Regions from separate parts of the Zea mays genome. Here region 2 is linked to region 1. Evidence: chromatin contacts called from public Hi-C data. All regions are on one chromosome and are shown on one strand. Each heading gives the region's core, a stretch centred on a gene start, on an enhancer-like site or on the middle of the called end of the contact. The rest is flanking DNA. Distances are from core to core; before and after follow the strand shown.

The links. A called contact is a pair of places that touch in the nucleus more often than the background predicts.
Region 2: a contact with region 1 is called in a Hi-C map of ear, with 3 times the contacts expected there. The contact joins the promoter of LOC103626312 here to the promoter of LOC103626311 in region 1. A contact is called at or near these places in 7 of 25 Hi-C or Micro-C datasets (ear, endosperm, leaf and 2 more).

The regions. Positions count from the first base shown.
Region 1 is chr5:48,195,277-48,200,981 of Zm-B73-REFERENCE-NAM-5.0, forward strand. It overlaps LOC103626311 (glutamate receptor 3.5), which reads left to right and starts at 2,347. Exons shown (of 6, transcript XM_008646703.4): 1 at 2,347-3,055. The coding sequence starts at 2,785. It overlaps LOC100193618 (Remorin family protein), which reads right to left and starts at 1,938. Exons shown (of 6, transcript NM_001138719.1): 1 at 1,859-1,938; 2 at 1,650-1,726; 3 at 1,276-1,560; 4 at 792-1,170; 5 at 612-696; 6 at 188-525. The coding sequence starts at 1,884. The coding sequence ends at 334.
Region 2 is chr5:48,422,098-48,427,802 of Zm-B73-REFERENCE-NAM-5.0, forward strand. LOC103626312 (glutamate receptor 3.4) reads left to right here and starts at 2,492. Exons shown (of 6, transcript XM_020538335.2): 1 at 2,492-3,155; 2 at 5,062-5,705. The coding sequence starts at 2,915.

The sequences.
Region 1 (5,705 bases), core at 1,097-3,596:
AATTTTATGAACGGTGTATAAATATTACGCGGTCGCGGATAGTAGCTCTATCAAGAAAGCTGAAGCCGATAGGAGCTTTGCCAGACCAGGCCCCGAAAGAGAGCCACGGATGGGTATATGCAATGGTGATAGGCTGAAAGTTCGAATGTTGCTCGCCAGCCACCCGAAATTCTGGACAAAGATGCTTGCCCTCACGTCTATGCTCAAATATTCATGTCGTTCCCTTTCGATTTAGTACCAAATGGATCCATGTGTTGATCGAGATCGAGGCCTATACACACACACACAATCATGCACGTCGACTCATCATGGACGGGTGCGCGTGCGGTTTCATTAGAAACACCCACATGCCCCGGGAAGCTTCCCCGTGGACCTTATTGTGTGCGCCTTGTCCCTGGCCTTCCTCTCGGCACTCCTCTTCTTCTCCTCCGCCGTCAGCCTCGACGCAGCGGCCACCTTGTTGATCCTCGACATCTCCTCGGTGTACTCCTCCAGCGCCTTGGCACGCTTCCTCTCCGACTCACTCTACAAAGGAAGGACCGGAGATCAATGAAAACGAAACGAGGTCGTCGTCGTTCCGACAAATCTTCTGAAAACAAGCAGAACCAAACCTCATCTTTCAGCTGCTTTTGGCGCCTGGCATTGGCCTTCTTCTCGGCCTCCCATGCAGCAATCGTCTGCATCGTCTCGTTGTACCTGCAGGCAGGAATTTGTGGCAGATTAAATTTGAATATAATCTGCGTGCCTCGAAACAAGTACATCGATCATCAAACTGATCACCAGCCGCTTACTTCCTCTTGATTCTCGCCAGCTTCTCCTTCTCCCACGCATCTGCCATGGCTTCGTTTTCGCTGGAGAACGCCATTGGTCCACCGGACGTGGTGGCAGCTCCGCTGTCCCTACTACCGGCCGCCGAATACGAGCTCGACGCCTTGTCCGATGGCCGTGCCGTTGGCGGCGGCGGCGGCGGCGCTGTTGTCTGGTTCCCCTGATCTTGCTCGAATCGCCTACTTCCTCTCTTCTCTGACGGTTTCCGGGTGAAACTGAAGTCCTTCCTTACGCGTAGTGCAGGATCAGCGAGAGCAGGGAGCCTTTCGTCTGAGGCCGCACCCTCTGCTGGTGCTGGCTTCTTCTGAGCCGGTCTTAGTGGCCGTTTCACTGACACGTTAGCTGAAATTTCACCCCGGGCCATGCATATGATGCCAGCAGAAAGCAAAAGAAAAGTTCGAAATCAAAATTCCAGTTATTAGATATATATATATATATAGTATGTACCCTGTTCATCTTGGTAGTCATCGTCTATGGGCTCTTTGCCAGTGAACCATCTCGAGGAAGAGGACCTTCTGCCTTCGAAATTTGGCTTCTCCAGGCTCTCGCCTCTCTTGGTTGTGCGTGCTGACTTGCTGGACTGCTTGTTTCCACGCGCAAGCCTGTCCGCGGCAGCATACGGCGTGCTCTCTTGAGACGCTGACAGCCTCTCCTCTCGCGCGGCGATGGCGTAGGCGACTGCTGCCACCGTGGCCGCGTACGCCGCGTCGTACTCCTCTGCCGCATCACTCGCTAAAACAGAAATGCGAGAGCCTGCATTAGACATCAGTCACCTGCCTCGCCAGTTTTTTAACCGTCGCGGAAGCTTATTTTAGTTTCACCTCTGCGTGAACTCGTCCTTCGCTGTGATGGTAGTGGTACTGTCTCGCCGCCCTGCCTCACCCCAGAGAAGCTGACCCTGTGCATGCGAAGAGCAAAGCAAACGCCACATATATATGGTTATGAATTTGAGCACCAAGATGGACCGGAGGATTGGAGGCAGAACACCAAGCCGGATGAAGCGACAAAGGCCTCTTGCAATTTTTACTACCTCAGATGTTTCAGGTCGTCGTCCATGGTGCATGCAAAAACAACAATTCGTGAACAAAGCAAATTAAAAGCTCGATCTTTGCGTACGTGTAATGCTTAAGCAAGCTTTGTACTTGAACGCTATATAGAGAGGATCTGAGGAGGAGGAGGAGGAGGTTAGAGAGGGTATCAAGGTAAGTAAGAGCTGAAATACACGACACGAAAGCGCTAGTCTCGGAGGCACGGAATGCAGACGAGGCGGGGGCAGGGCGGATCAGAATCACTTTGCCCAGTTGAAATCTCAAAGAATCGTTCAATCCAGGGCAACCTTTTGCTTGCCCGGCCGATGGATTAGGAGAAATTCTTTCCTTGTCTTGCTAAGCCACATCATGCGTGAGCGTGACCTTGACTGATCACTCCTGCTGCATAGTACCACAGTGCACACGCACATTCCGATCCATCCGATACGGTCTTCAATGCAAGCTTGACGTGCCGTCCGGTCCCGTCCATCGGAGGCTCAGGCTCCTCTGATCTTGACGTGCAGGTCAGATGGCAGCTAGCACAGTAACAGCGCGATCGAACAACAGAGAAAAGCAGAACCACTCAACCACACACAGTGCTCGTTCGCAGGCTCACCTCAACACGGCCGTCCGATGGCGACGGCTACTGTGCCGTCCCCTGACAACGGTCACGACAAGGCTACCACGTCATCCTCACCTCACCGGTTGGCTGGCGCTGGCCATAGCCGTCGTCTTCTCTCTAGCTAGCTAACCCCTCCTCATTCCTTGCGCACCTCAAAACCAGCGCCTCTCATTCATTCCTCCTCTGCTTTCTTCTTCCCAAGCAACGTACTAACCGATGCGACTGGCGGTTCTGGTGCTCCCGGCGGCGGCGGCGGCGCCCATCGTGCTCTAGACTAGCCAAAGGCAAGCGCTTGGGTGGGGATTAATGATGGGCGGTGTGGCTCAGTTGGTGGTGGTGGCTGCGCTCTTGGCCACTGCGGCCGCCGCGCCGACGGCGGCGGCGGCGGGGGCACTGCCAAGCGAGGTGGCCGTGGGCGCCCTCTTCACGTACGACTCCACGATTGGCCGCGCCGCGCAGCTCGCCATCGAGCTCGCCGTCGACGACGTTAACGCGGACGACAAGGTGCTCGCGTGGACCAAGCTCAACTTGGTGTCTATGGACACCAACTGCAGCGGCTTCCTCGGCACCATCAAAGGTTGGGTCTTTTCCGGTCCGCTTCGTCTATCTTTTTTCTCTTTCATGCATGTGTCAATTAAGGATTAGAACTTTCACAAAAGTTTTTTTCCAAAGATGTTTTAGAGACGGTTGTGCTAAGTAAAATGCTCCCAAAAATACAGATATTTTCAGAGATGAACGACTAGACTACTGAGCTCCACTTTTTCGAGCTTTTCTAAATCGTGTCTTTAGATCATAAGCAACCAATAAAAGAAGATAAATGAATATGACCATTAAGTAACGAAGGTAATATGTAAAACAAGAAGAACAAATATATCACTCATCTAAATAAGCACACTTTACATTTCACCTTATCCCCTACAATGCAACAAATGATTACAATCATATCTTCGACTTTACACAACTGATAGCTCAAAGGTAGTTTTGAAGGTTGAGCTAGACGAATCTATGGACTCTCTAAAACGTGATTTATATATGATATTTGTTGGGGACTTGTTCTCAAATAATATGAGTTAAGAACAAGGCAACACAGAATGTTAAGGTTAATACCCTTCGTCCCTCGAAACATTAACTCTCTTAGGATATAATAATCTTCAGACGAAGGTCATGAAAAAGTAACTTCATCATCACAATATATGTTAATGAAAGGAGAAACATACAAAATATGAGAGATAGGACGGATAATCATATAGCATTATCAATATAACTTCATTATATCATCATAGATAAATAAGAACAATATTGAATTACATTTATACCTTCGGCTTGACAGAAGGCAAAAAGTTCAAGCGTGACGCACGAGCGAATACAAGTCAGCGTGAACAGTACGAGGGTACTGTTCATCTATTTATAGGCACAGGACGCAACCTGTGTAAATTTACATCCATGCCCTTCATATTTACTATTGACTTATGGTCAACCCAACGGAGATTAGATGGTTTTTTCCCCTTTAAGTCGGTTCCTTTTTCCGCCATTGAGTCGAAGCTATTTTGCGCTTAGCTTCGAAGCAACATCAGCCTTCGTCTCGTCCATGCTTTTCACATCGTGTATGCTTTTAACCTAAGTCCGAAGGTACCTGTTCATATGTTACACTTGGAAAACATTGTTAAACCATGTTTTTGAGGACCTTCGGAAGACGAAGCCCTTCAACAATATTGTTAATGTATTTGTAGGGGAGAGGTACAATTTTGGACGAAATTACAAATATATCCTCACATCTTATACATAATTAGTAGTTACTACAAATACAAACACTATGAGGGCAATATCGTACTTCTCCATCCACATTTCTTTCGGACAAGTCTTCCACGATTCTTATCTTCGTCTCTTGCTTCGTCAGCCACAACTCCCCCCGAAGTTGTCTTTCGGCATCAACTGGCTCAACACTCTTGTGATTCATATTTTTCTTACCTTCGTCCCTATTATTAGAGATGGCCAAACGGGCCGCCCGGCCCAGACCCGGGCCGCCAGGCACGGTTAGGAAACTGGGCCGGCCCTTCTAAACCCGCGGGCTTGATTCTCTGCTCGAGCCCGGTCCGCAGCAGGCCTAAACGGGTCGGGCCGGCCTATTTAGCACGAAAAAAGCGGACCGAAGCGGGCTAAGTGGGCCAAAAAACACGTTTTAGTGCAAAAAAGTGGACTTAACGTGCTTAGAGGTAAACGGGCCGTGTCGGGCTAACCCACCGTGCCTAGTTCCTGCCCGAGCCCGACCCGCTTATTCGTGCCGGGCCGATCCGAGCCCGCATAGAACCGAACCGTGCCGGACTCGGACCGGACTCAAACAGCGGGCTTCGTGCCGGGCTCATGGACCTCGTGCTTATTGGCCATCTATACCTGTTATTAGCTTCAACTTGATGAGGAGGTGAACACTACTATCTAAAACTTGCCTTTCACAATGAAGTTAGTAACCTGTAGAGACCTTCGGCGAAGTCCATCCAATATTACCAAGAATATTACGTTGACCTTATTTCTCACCAATATATAGAAGAGAAAATGACAAAAGAACAGCGGTGGAGTGGTACCATAATGGCATAACTTATGAAATTCCAGCTAATCAAACCTTATGTAATTAGACAAGTAATTCAACTAGGAATCCGAGTGCTCAATCCTCAGAACCAAATAGATCCTAAGCTGTTTTGTAAGATGTAAAAGATATATTTTAGATGTTTGGGAGCATCAAATTCTTTATTTTATTCTAATGGAAGATTCATATTTCTTTGCGTCATGTTTGAACCCCAGAATAAAGTAAAACGAATAGGTCTCCTGCAGACTTCTTTTTTGTTTTAACACAATGCAACAACTAGTTTTCCTTTTTCTTTCATCATAAAGTAAAAAATTTAATCCGTTCTTTTGTTGAATCTTATAGCAACGACTCGTTTATTTTGATTCGGCACAAGATAATGCTCCCGATTCAAAATTTTATCCCATTCGAGCCCACAAACATTTCTTCTGCAGCGCCGTCGCCGCTCGGCTCGTCTCCGCCTGCGGCAGCTCTCCTGCACTGCAACCACCGCCAAAGCCGTGGTCGCTTCCCGACGTTCGAGCTCGCGCCATGGCCGCTCCTCGACGCCCGCCGCCGCGTCGTCACTGCCATCTGCACTCCCTGCTGCCACCGCCGCGTCGTCGCCGCCCTCCCCGCCGCCTGCGCGTTCCACACCGGCGCCGCATGC
Region 2 (5,705 bases), core at 1,242-3,741, 230 kb after region 1:
CGCATTTAATGCGCGCGCAGCGCGCACAGAGGTCAGGCACGCCCATGCTGGCGCACCAGACAATCTACAGTGCATGTCCGGTGCGCCACCGGACATCAAGGCGGGCCCAGAAGTCAGAACTCCAACGGTCGGAACCCAACGGCTTTGGTGACGTGGCTGTCGCACCGGACATGTCCGGTGTGCACCGGACTGTCTGGTGCGCCATCGAACAGACAGCCTCACCAAACGGCTAGTTTGGTGGTTGGGGCTATAAATACCCCCAACCACCCACCATTCATGGCATCCAAGTTTTCCACTTCCCAACTACTTACAAGAGCTCTAGCATTCAATTCTAGACACACTCAAGAGATCAAATCCTCTCCAAATTCCACATAACGCCCTAGTGATTAGAGAGAGAGATTTGCTTGTGTTCTTTCGAGCTCTTGCGCTTGGATTGCCTTCTTCTTTTTTGATTCTTTCATAGCGATCAAACTCACTTGTAACTGAGGCAAGAGACACCAAACTTGTGGTGGTCCTTGTGGGAACTTTGTGTTCCAAGTGATTGAGAAGAGAAAGCTCATTCGGTCCGTGGGACCGTTTGAGAGAGGGTAAGGGTTGAAAGAGACCCGGCCTTTGTGGCCTCCTCAACGAGGAGTAGGTTTGAAAGAACCGAACCTCGGTAAAACAAATTCGCGTGTCTCACTTCATTATTCGCTTGCGATTTGTTTTGCACCCTCTCTCGTGGACTCTATTATATTTCTAACGCTAACCCAACTTGTAGTTGTGATTATTTTTGAGAATTTCAGTTTCGCCCTATTCACCCCCCCCCCTCTAGGCGACTTTCATAGTGCACGTGGGTCCCGCATATCAGTCTTTCTGTGCGGCCGTATGAAATGTGACTCCTCCCATTGTCATGAGCCCTACATCATCCTTCAGCGTGTCGTGGACATACACTCGATATGGTGTACTGTCCAATCCTTCTAGGTATTCGGGTCACTGATGGGATTCTGGCATTGAGTTCATCCGACGATCGGGGCGCATGGTATGTGTCTTGATGGCGACTACTCGACTCACCCTCGGTGTGTCGCATGTTTACTCGGGCGTGGCCTAAGGATGGCGCGTCCCATCATAGCCGACATGGGTCAGCTGCGTCGAGCTGGGTTTCTTTCTCGTGGGCCCACTTGGTGGTAACTCGGTTGTCCGCCCCACCTCGCAGACTTACTCAGTGGGGTCTTGGTCATCCGTTCCACCTTGCGAATTTGCTCGGCGGGGATTTGGTCGTCCGCCTCACCTTGCAGACTTGCTCGGCACGGACTTGGTTGTCCGCCTCCCGGACTTGCTCGGCGGGGACTTGGTCGTTCACCCCCTTGCAGACTTGCTAGGTGGGGACTTGGTTGTCCGCTCCGTCTCGCAAACTTGCTCGGTGGGGACTTGGGCGACCGCTCTGCCACGCAAATTTACTCGGTAAATAGGCCAAGAAAAGATTATAGGTCTTATTTTGGGTACCCCGTTCATAGGTACTCGCCACATATTTTCTAGGAACAAAACAAATTGTAGGAAAAAAACTTCTGTCGCCCATGTTTCAACAACCAAATGTTGTGCATCTACAACTCACACTCCCATCTCTAGGCTAGAGAAATTGTGTCCCTTCACATGTGAAAATTTCTAATGGTTTAGAAATTGTAAAATTAACATTGCTGAGTACTGGTACCATGCTAAGTGGAGATCCAAATGGCATTCAGGTATCTCCTGACCGTCAAAGGGTCCATAAAAATTAGGTCCTCTTAAAACAAAGGATTTTTATAAAACATAACAATAAAAAATACATAGAAATACAATGCCCTAGCACCTCAAATCACAAGATTTCTATGTTTATAAAGATAGCTTTGGAAGCAATGTGGAAAAGACATATAAGAACAAAACATTGAAATTGGAGCTTATTTTTATTTTCCTCCAAATTTTCTTTAATAGAAAGGTCCAATTTATAGAAATTTCAAAGAATTTATTAGAAGACATTGCTTAGATCGGTAGGGCTTATATGAATTTTCCCTATAGAGCTTGGATTCTTCAAAATTTCTATATTTTTATCGTTCAAAGGATCAAAATTTCTAGGCTATTACAAAGGAAGATTAGAGTGGTCAACGGAGATGCATGGGCCCACCGATGGATCCATGGCTGTGACTAATATTAGAATATTTTTAGCAAATCATGTATATAGTTGTTTAAAGTACTATTTCGTATAGTAGAGTGTAGTTTGAAATTAAGATAAATTTAGGGATATGATTGGTAAGGACCAGTGTTTTCTTTCCCAAAACGAAATCACCGAGTTTCGACGATATTTCTCGTTTTTTATACTCACCGAAAAACAAATTTCGGTCCGATTTTAAATAGATTTCGATTCAAAATATAAGAATATAAAAGTCAAAACAAAATTTGGATCAATGCAAACGAAATTGTGAAACCTATGGACTATGGAGACGGCATGAAAAAAAAATCTTTCTCGCCAGAGTGCGACGTCCGTGAGACCGTGACGACAAAATTTCTTCCTTCCCGTCGCCATCGCGCGGTAGCATCACCATACCTCTTCATCTCGCTCGCTGTCACTCCGCTCTGCGCGCTTGGGTCATGCGTGACTCACACCTACGCATTCTGTGAGTTCGGAATCAGATCCGATAGAGTTCCCAGAGTTAGAGTTAGCTCGGGTACAGTCCGTCGGTTGCCTCAAAGCTTATCCCGGCATCCCGCGGAATCTCGCTTTGCGATGAAACCATAGCTCCACCCAATTCTTGCGGCTTCAGAGAACCAGCGCTCCCTGCCGTCGCTGTCCCTCGTTCTCCCAGCGCCTCTCATTCAGTCATCCCTCCTCTCCGAACTGACCGATGCGGTTGGTGCCAAGGTTCCGGCCCTCTAATGCTGCTTGAACTCCAGCCTTCTAATGGGCGCGGCTCAGTTGGTGATTCTGTTCTTGGCCCTTGCCACTGCGGTGGGGGCGCCGCCGAGCGAGGTGGCCGTGGGCGCTCTCTTCACGTACGACTCCACGATTGGCCGCGCAGCGAAGCTCGCCATCGAGCTCGCCGTCGATGACGTCAACTCGGACGGCAAGGTCCTCCCGAGAACCCAACTCAATTTGGTGCCCCAGGATACCAACTGCAGCGGATTTCTTGGGACCATCGAAGGTTCGGTTTTCGTTTCCCCTCACTCTCTTTCCTTTTTTTTCTTTTGCCGAAGCTTCAGTAGCTCATGTCCATGTGCCAACAAGTTGGGCGGGGTGGCCTTTCAAAAAAATAAGTTTTCCCATTATTTGGATAGTTTTATTAAGAATTAGAATTCCTGCAGAGGTAGCAGGGGTAATTGAAATATTGAGGCCTCTTTGCATACAGAGATGTTTCAAAGTTTTGAGGAAATATTTACCCAGCAGCTGTTACAGTAGGCTTAATCCCTATTGTTTCATCTTTTATACTTCCTCCATTCTTTTTTATTCATCGTGGTTTAGTTAAAAAATATATTAATTAACGACAAATATTAAAGAAAAGAGGTATATTATCAGTAAATCATAAAAGAGGGTGGAGAAAGTCTATCTTACTATCCACGCTACAAAAATTATTTTCGTCTAAAACCTGAACAAAATTCTGACTTGATCCAAGAGAGAACTTTACTGTCACAAAAAAACATAGGAGACGAAGGGAGGGGCGTAGGTGGCACTGTTGCGGTAGAGCCGTGGAGCACTTCATTCGCGCTCCGTGAGTCGATAACCCTTGGCAACGGTTTAGCAAATGCGAGAATGATCTTCATTATTTTTTTGTTCGTGGTCAATGGTAATTGTTTTACTTGTGTCTGGTGTCGCTATAGCTCGTTGTCATTGCCTTTCTATTATTATATTCCTCTTCTGGGCTATAGATTGCCTATATTTTGGAGTTATTTTTTAGCTACCACTAAACACTAAACACTCAGTCCCAGTGTAGTTTAGTCAAACTAAGTTAGGTGCCCCAACTAATCTGATTTTTATATTTTTAATAATTACTTGGCCCGTGTTTCATGAGATGATTTGTTAATGTTAACTTTTCTGTTTGTCTTACTGACGGAGTGGTCAAATGGCGTACCTTGTGAAATCAGTTAGGCCCTGTTCGTTTCTCCCAGAATGGCCCTGGAATTTTTCAGGTTCATCAAAACTTACATAAATTAGAAAAGCAATGTGGCTCGGAATTGTTCCGGGTCACCGTTCCCACACAATCGAACGCCCCCTTAAGGTATTCTGTACGATGCAGGGAACATGTGTCAGCTGTTAGGCTATCTCCAACAAGCAACAACTTTACTCATCTTATCTCTTATTTTAAAATTCATTTTATAAACAGTGTAGACTATAGTGCAAAATTGTACATTCATATACCTCTGATGGCAACAGCCTTATTGATGGCGTGGTGGCGTAGCTTGTGAAATCCGTTAAGGTATTTTATAGGATGCAGGAAATTAGCTGTTACTGATGGAGTGGTACCACAAATGACCTTGTGAAATCGGTTAAGATATTCGTAGGATGTAGGAAACATGTCTCAGCTGTTAGGGAGCATCTAATTCCTCATTCAAGATTTTTCTTTTCTCAAGTTTGAGCACCAGAATAAAGTAAAATATATAGGTTTATTGGGACTGTTTCTTTATTTGAATCACAACTAGTTTCCTGTTTGAGTTAAATGCATAAGCAGCCCTGAAGTCGGTGCCACTTTGGTCCATGAACTTTGAAAATATATTTCAAGATTACTAAAGTTGTTAAGTGGTGCACCACAATGGACGGTATACTCCAAAAATAGACTTGCTATGCACCATTTCACTAGTTTAGACATATTTCGTGCACCATAAAACAAATTTAAGGACCCAAGTGACACCCTTTTATAAGTTTAGACGTCGCTGATGGATTTAACTCTTCCCGTTTTTATCTGAAAATAAAGTTTGTGTGGCATGCATAAAGTTGAAGGACAAAATTAGTTGGATCTTTATGGGCACGAGTAGAATAAGCTGTCATCTTTTCTTGGCTTGAAGGGCTTGTACTTCAACGGTGCATGAACTGATTCATAGAAACCTTGGTTTCAGCGTTGCAGCTAATGGAAAAAAATGTTGTTGCGCTGATTGGCCCACAATCCTCTGGGATAGGCCATGTCATCTCCCATGTTGTTAATGAGCTACATGTACCTCTTCTATCATTTGCGGCTACAGATCCAACTCTTTCTGCATCAGAGTATCCGTACTTCATCAGGACAACCATAAGTGACTACTTCCAAATGAATGCTATTGCTAGCATTGTTGATTATTATCAATGGAAAAGGGTGACTGCTATATTCGTTGATGATGATTATGGGCGAGGTGGTGTAGAAGCCCTCGGTGATGCGCTTGCATTAAAGAGGGCAAAGATTTCATATAAAGCAGCTATTCCTCCAAATTCAAATACAGACGTGATCAACGATGTACTATTTAAAGCAAATATGATGGAATCAAGGGTCATGATTGTGCATGTCAATCCTGACACAGGGATGAGGATTTTTTCTGTAGCTAAGAACCTGCAAATGATGGCCAGTGGCTATGTCTGGATAGTAACTGATTGGCTAGCTGCTGTCCTTGATTCCTCAGCAAATAGAGGTCTTAAAGATATGAGTCATATTCAGGGACTAATTGTTCTGCGTCAGCACATTCCTGAATCTGAAGCCAAGGATAAGTTCATATCTAAATGGAATAATGTG